Regions from separate parts of the Rattus norvegicus genome. Here region 1 is linked to region 2. A link is a contact called in public Hi-C data. All regions are on one chromosome and are shown on one strand. Each heading gives the region's core, a stretch centred on a gene start, on an enhancer-like site or on the middle of the called end of the contact. The rest is flanking DNA. Distances are from core to core; before and after follow the strand shown. Region 1 holds the start of Gadd45g (growth arrest and DNA-damage-inducible, gamma). Region 2 has its middle 290 kb from the start of Diras2.

Region 1 (3,037 bases), core at 502-3,001, 330 kb before region 2:
AAACGTCCTTTAAGGAGTTCAAAAATTAACACTGAATGTATATATTCACCACCCACCTAGAGAACACTCCAGTAAAAAGGAATTTTCTGTGTCTCTCTCTGCCTGTCTCCGTCTCTGTCTCTGTCTCTGTCTCTGTCTCTGTCTCTCTCTCTCTCTCTCTGTGTGTGTGTGTGTGTGTGTGTGTGTGTGTGTGTGTGTGTGTGTGTGTGTGTGTGATTTTTGCATCTGGCAAGCTTCATGAACGCCCTTTGCCCTATCCAGCCTCCCCAGGCTTCACTCAAAAGAATCTCCAGAAGTCCCCTAGCACACTTTTCTGTGTAGTACAGAGAGATGCAGACGCCCACAGTGTCGTGATCTGCGGGTGAACAGTCTGGAAGCCTGGTGTGCAGGTCTCACGGGGCAAACGATAAGTTCAGAAATCTCCCAAGATCGCTTCGAATTCTATTATATCATCAGAAAAGAACTTTTGAAAAAACATTTTTAAGTAGTTGAAATATTTCAAAAATCTCATTAGACAAACGGATTCTTGGTCCCGGGCGGCAGGCTCCTTTCGGTCTCCAGGCCAGGGGCGCAGGAGCTATACTGATTCTAATTGATGCGCATAATAGCACAGGGTTCTCGGTGCCTGGGGTACCTCGGCCCTGGGAGGTCAACGCGAGGCAGTATGTGGTGGGAGGATAGGAAGATCTGGATTTTTCTAGGTCGGCCTGTAGGCGGCGCCCTGGGAAAAGCATTGAGGAACAGCGTGCGCCGAGCTTCCAAGTCACCCCGGAACCTCTGGGTTTGGGGTGCAGTATCCCTGTGTGTACAGCTCTCTCCCGAGCTTGGCACGCGTGTATCAGAATCCCAGCAGCCAGCATAAGCCTAAGAGGTGCGCACCCAGGGGCGGGGGAGCGGCACGCGGCTCCGACCCTCACGCGCCGTGCAACCCCGCGACCCCCGCGCGCGAGGGGGGCTCTGCCCACCCCACCGGCGGCAGGTGGACAGTGTTGCTATGAAAGAGAAAGCGTCGATTGTCCTCACTGTGAACTGCCACACGCCAGACCTCCTCTTTTGTGTGCCCCGTATAGAAATGCAAACGAGCCGCGTGTGCCGGCAGCAATCTGCTAGTCCCTGCTGCCCGCGCCCCACAGCGATCTGCTCCGGGTAGGGGTGGGGGATGGGGGGCGGGAGAGCTTAGACCTTGCAGCCGTGACCCCGAAAGGCGCTAAGTCCTGAGTCCTTAGTGGCAGTCTAGGCCTAAAGTCAGTTGCAGTTGCAAACCTTTGACTTTTAAGTTTCGGTTTCGGTGCAACAGTCCCGTAAACTTCAAGTTGAAAAAAAAAAAAAAGAAAAAATTAGAAAGGTCGCAAAAAAAAAAAAAAACCAAAAAGTGCAAACAAACAAAAAAGGCGTTTACATTTTCCAAGTGTGCATTCTACAAATTCCAGTATCGTATTAGCAAACAACGTGCTATTTTTTTAACTTTTTCCTTTTAAGGACTTACAAAAAAGAAAGGCGAGGTGAAATCTGCAGGCTCCAGTCTGCCTGGTAACACCCTGACAAAAGCGGCAGATTTGAGGCTGTGTCATCCCCCGCACCCCTCCCCACGTGGCCTTCTGGCACGAGCCGCAGGCCTGCCGCCTCATTTGCATCAGAAAGCGGGCGCTGGCCAATGGGAGCGCAGCCTCCCGCCAGCTGGCGGCGGCGCGCGGAGCCGGTCTATAAAAGGACTCTCCCTGCCGAGCCTGGCGCACTCGCTGGTGGTGGGCGCGGATCGTCTTTGGGAATCTTTACTTGCGCTCGGGTTCCCTCTGCACTCTTCACTTTTGGATAACTTGCTGTTCGTGGATCGCACAATGACTCTGGAAGAAGTCCGTGGCCAGGATACAGTTCCGGAAAGCACAGCCAGGTGGGTTTGGGGGTACAGAGAGTTGTCGGGTAGCGATCTCTCGGGGTCCTCCAGGATAGAAGTTTGCAGGGTGGGAGCCATGCACTGTCTGGCTGCGAGGTGCAGAGGCGCGGGACCAGGATTATTACATTCGATTCGTGTCTAGAGCTAGAGTTTGGGGTGCCGGCACCTGGTCGTTGTTGGGGAGCCTGGGATACGGGTACCAGATCAGAAGTAGGGAACCGGGAGTTACAGGCGCCAGGTCGAGACTGGGTGATGGGGAATGAGGGCGCCAGATCATGACTAGGGTGCCAGAGGTGTGGGCGCCAGGTCGGGACTGGGGATCCGGGTGTGTGGGCGCCAGGTTGGAGTTGGGAGGCAGGAATGCTGGCGCCAGGCAGGTCTAGGCTAAGGGGCCAGCTGGGACTTGGAGGTCAGGGCAGGGATCTCTCTGTCGCGTCCCCGTGCTGGTCCCCCACTCACGGCGCTTGTTCTTTCACAGGATGCAGGGCGCCGGGAAAGCATTGCACGAACTTCTGCTGTCGGCGCAGCGCCAGGGCTGTCTGACCGCTGGCGTCTACGAGTCCGCCAAAGTCCTGAATGTGTGAGTGTAGAAAGGCCCCGCGTGCAGGGATTAGGGTTGGCGCGGTGGGGAGACCTGGGGGTGGCATCGACTCTGACCTTGTGCTTCCCATCTGCTCTGCAGGGACCCTGACAATGTGACCTTTTGCGTGCTGGCTGCCGACGAAGAAGATGAGGGCGACATAGCCCTGCAGATCCATTTTACGTTGATCCAGGCGTTCTGCTGCGAGAACGACATTGACATCGTGCGCGTGGGAGACGTGCAGAGGCTGGCGGCGATCGTGGGCGCCGACGACGAGGGGGGCGCGCCGGGAGACTTGCATTGCATCCTCATTTCGGTGAGCGCTCCCACTCACTACCTCTCCACGCCAGTCCCCCAACCTGTCCTGGCCAACGATAGGCATGGCTGACCCCTGTATTTCTTTTCTTTTTTTAAATCCAGAACCCTAATGAAGACACATGGAAGGACCCTGCCTTGGAGAAGCTCAGTTTGTTCTGCGAGGAGAGCCGCAGCTTCAACGACTGGGTGCCCAGCATCACCCTTCCCGAGTGACAGCCTGGCAGGGACCTTGGTCTGATCGACTT
Region 2 (3,212 bases), core at 601-3,100:
CGAAGAGAAAATTTGCCGCAAGAGACTTGATACCCCTAATCAATAGGAAGTAGTCTAAGGATATTGACACCCCCTTCCCCCTCTAGTCTTTTTTCTCTTCTACCTGGTGTTGGGGGGGGTTGGAAAGATAGAATGGGGTGAAGAAGGGTGGGAGTCAAAGGAACCCCCGAAGTAGCCAAAAGTCTGGCTGCAGGTGCTATTCCACTGCTTGGAATATTACAACAGCCCCTAGGACCTCCTATCTTTCCCTAGAACCCCATGCACCCTCCTATAGACAGACCCAGGCGGTCCCTCCCTGTGCCCTACTCTGCCCCACCTGTGTTTTGCTCCACATCTTGGCACTGTGTTGAAACTGTTTGTTTACAAGTCCACCTGCCCATTAGACCATGGGCCCCTCGAGGGTAGGAAATTAAGTCTTTATCTACGTCCCTATGACACTCAGTAAATATTTGTGCAAAGCGCCCAGACTATGGAGACTGAGGATAAACAATATCTGGCTGTCATTGTGCAAGGCTACAACAGTGGCTGTGGGGCTGTGGGGTTTAGTTTTAGTTTTATGTTTATTATCATCAGCAATGTCGTTGTTGTCGTAATAATGAGAACCGCTGAGAGCAGTGACCCCAGTGGCTCTCTTGGTATGAAGGTGTCCGAGACACATCTTTCTCTCCCAGGAGGTGATAGCTTCCCAGTAGTGGGTCTTCCATGCTGGCCACTGGTTTGTTTGGGGGAGTTGAAGGCTGAGAACCCTCCCGCCAGCCACCTGCTGGACTACCTCGATGATGCTGAGTGTGGAGGGTGTCAGCCACTGTGAGCTGTTTGTTTGCGGAGGAGAGATAAGCATCTCACCTGGGCCACTCCTAGTGGTGTTTATGTCTTTTAGATTGCAACTCTGTTTGGGGTTGTGGAGGCCATGTTGCTTCATGCGGTCTGCCTTGCCCTGAGACAGGCTGCCACCCTACTGAGGACTTACTGGCTCTGTCTTGACTTGCCCTCCTTGTACTGGACAATGCGGACAGGCTCGTATTCTGGGAACACCGTGCTTCAAGCTATCTCTCCTGCCCAAAGCTACCTATTGGTACAAGAATAGACAAGGACCAACTCCCTCCCCGAGAAAGGGAACTTCCTTTCTCAGGTCTCCGCCCATTTTTGGCAGGAGGAGCCAGTCAACATTACTGGCTTAAAAATAACCTAGAGGTAAGGCAGGACTAAAGAGATTTGGCTCAGCCTTTATGAACATGTAGGCTTTTGCAGAAGACCTGAGTCTGATTCCTAGCACCCCTGTGGGGTGGCTGGCAACTTTGTATTACTCAATGTAACTCCAGCTCCAAGGAGTTAGATGTCCTCTTCTCTATGTAACTCCAGCTCCAGGGGATCCCATGCCCTCTTCTGGCCTCCCAGGGCACATGCACAGATGTATTATATCCATACCAACACATGTATAACAACAAATAAACATCTTTTTTAAAGGCTAAGGATGCAGTTCAATGGATAGGAAGTTTGCTTAGCTTCCCTATTCATGAAGTTTGAACCCTGGCACCTTATAAACTAGGTGTGGGCCCACACCGGAAATCCCAAGTCGAAGGAGCCTCCCTTCCACAAGATAAAATGTAGCCTTGTTATTGTTGATGAGTGTTCTGTCAGAAAAGCAAAGAATTTTTTCCCAATAAAATATAGTCTTTATCAAGAATCCTCATCCACTACTTACACCCAACAAAGACACCAGGGGTTCCATCCAAAGCTGGGTATCACAGTTCTCCTCTGAGGTCTTGCTGCCTTGAGCTGAGGGCACCCGGACCATGCTGGGCCTGTTGCCTGCCAGGATCTGGCTCCCCTCCCTGATGTTGGCTTCCTGGCCACATCCTGCCCCAGCTGGCCTGGCCTGTTCCACATTCCAGGTCTCTGTCTTCCAGTGAGCCGTATTTGCTCACTCAGACCCAGATTCTAAGCTTCCGTCTGTAGGTCATTTTCCCTGTGGGACCTTAGTGTCATGCTGCTGGTGAGTCGGCCTCGAAGCAGTTCCAAGGAATTATTCCAACCAGTGCTACATGGCTGTAAGTGCAGGGGCCCAGTTCTCCCTGCAGGTGAGAAATGAGAAGCTGGATTACCCAGCAGCCAGTCTCCAATCGCTCCACTAGCTCCAGCAGCCAAGGCTGTGTGACGACAGCACCCCTTGGACTCTGTTATGTGTAGGAAGGCTTAGCTATTGACATAAGGCCAGCTGTACCCTGCCTGGACAATGGGGACAATCCTGCCAGCTCTGCTCCTGCCTGCCAGTTGTCATGTCCTGTTGAGAGGTTCCTGTGGCACAGCTCCGCAAGACTTTTCTTGTCCCTGTTTTCCTTTACCTCTTTTAAACACTCAAAATAACAGCTTTACCACTAACATAGACCTGAACAGGACCTGGATCCTTCCAGATTGCTCATCCATTACCATAGCTTTAATGCGGTTTGAATGATTACACCAAGACTCGTGTGGTGGATACTTGGTGCCACCAAGTGTGGCGGTATTGAGACTGTGGGACCTTTAAGAGGGGCAGCCATGACTGGTGACGTCACAACCGCTAACCCTATTGGGTGACATTCATGGTGGTTCTTCCCTCCAAAGGAATTGTCTGTCCTCTCAGGACTCATTAGTTGTCATGGGAACAAATGGCTGTGAAGAGGAAGCTGACTTTTGAATCCCTCTGGCTTTAGGTTTGGTCACGTGATCTCTCCCTCTTGTCTCGTTTTTTTTTTTTTTTTTTTTTTTTTTTTTCCTTATCATGTTGAGATGGAGCCAAAAATCCCTCACCAGAGACATCAGGACCACATACTCGAGTATCAGGATTGAAGGCCAACTAAGCCTCCTTTTGCAAGCTTCAGAATTTGGGGTACAGCGACAGGAAACAGACTAATATACATTTTCAGCTGCATCTTCTACAACAGGAGCCTCTAACCCCCAGTGCTCTGAGTCCTAGCTTCCCGGAAACCTCCAAATCCCAGGAACAAAAGATACCACTCGCCCAGAGCAGTCCTTGGTGTCATCTGCCAACTGCGTGCATGCACACAGGCATTTGCGAAGAAACTTATTCAGCAGCAGCTACTCATACAGACCCTGGGCCTGGACCTTCCCAAAATGACGCAGTCAGAGTTTGCAAAGCAAGTCACCTGTCATGTGATCCGCTCGGGAAGATACATTGTTACGGGAGGATGCAGTTCAGGCTCCAGGCTCAG

What was found. Hi-C and Micro-C count contacts between places; a contact is called where the count stands out from the background.
Region 1: a contact with region 2 is called in a Hi-C map of liver, with 2.9 times the contacts expected there. The contact joins the promoter of Gadd45g here to the enhancer-like site in region 2. A contact is called at or near these places in 6 of 12 Hi-C or Micro-C datasets (Schwann cells, hepatocytes, kidney and 2 more) and 1 of 1 datasets of contacts at active chromatin or transcription factors (oligodendrocytes).

Annotation. Positions count from the first base shown.
Region 1 is chr17:13,529,065-13,532,101 of GRCr8, reverse strand. Gadd45g (growth arrest and DNA-damage-inducible, gamma) reads left to right here and starts at 1,751. Exons shown (of 4, transcript NM_001077640.2): 1 at 1,751-1,891; 2 at 2,373-2,474; 3 at 2,577-2,790; 4 at 2,895-3,037. The coding sequence starts at 1,839. The coding sequence ends at 3,005.
Region 2 is chr17:13,198,884-13,202,095 of GRCr8, reverse strand. No RefSeq gene overlaps it. Among named protein-coding and RNA genes, the nearest start is that of Diras2, 290 kb to the right of the region's middle. Within about 2 kb of position 1,850, at least 10 of the 93 cell types and tissues checked have an H3K27ac peak or open chromatin away from gene starts, as enhancers often do. A contact at or near this core is called in liver, where this site is marked.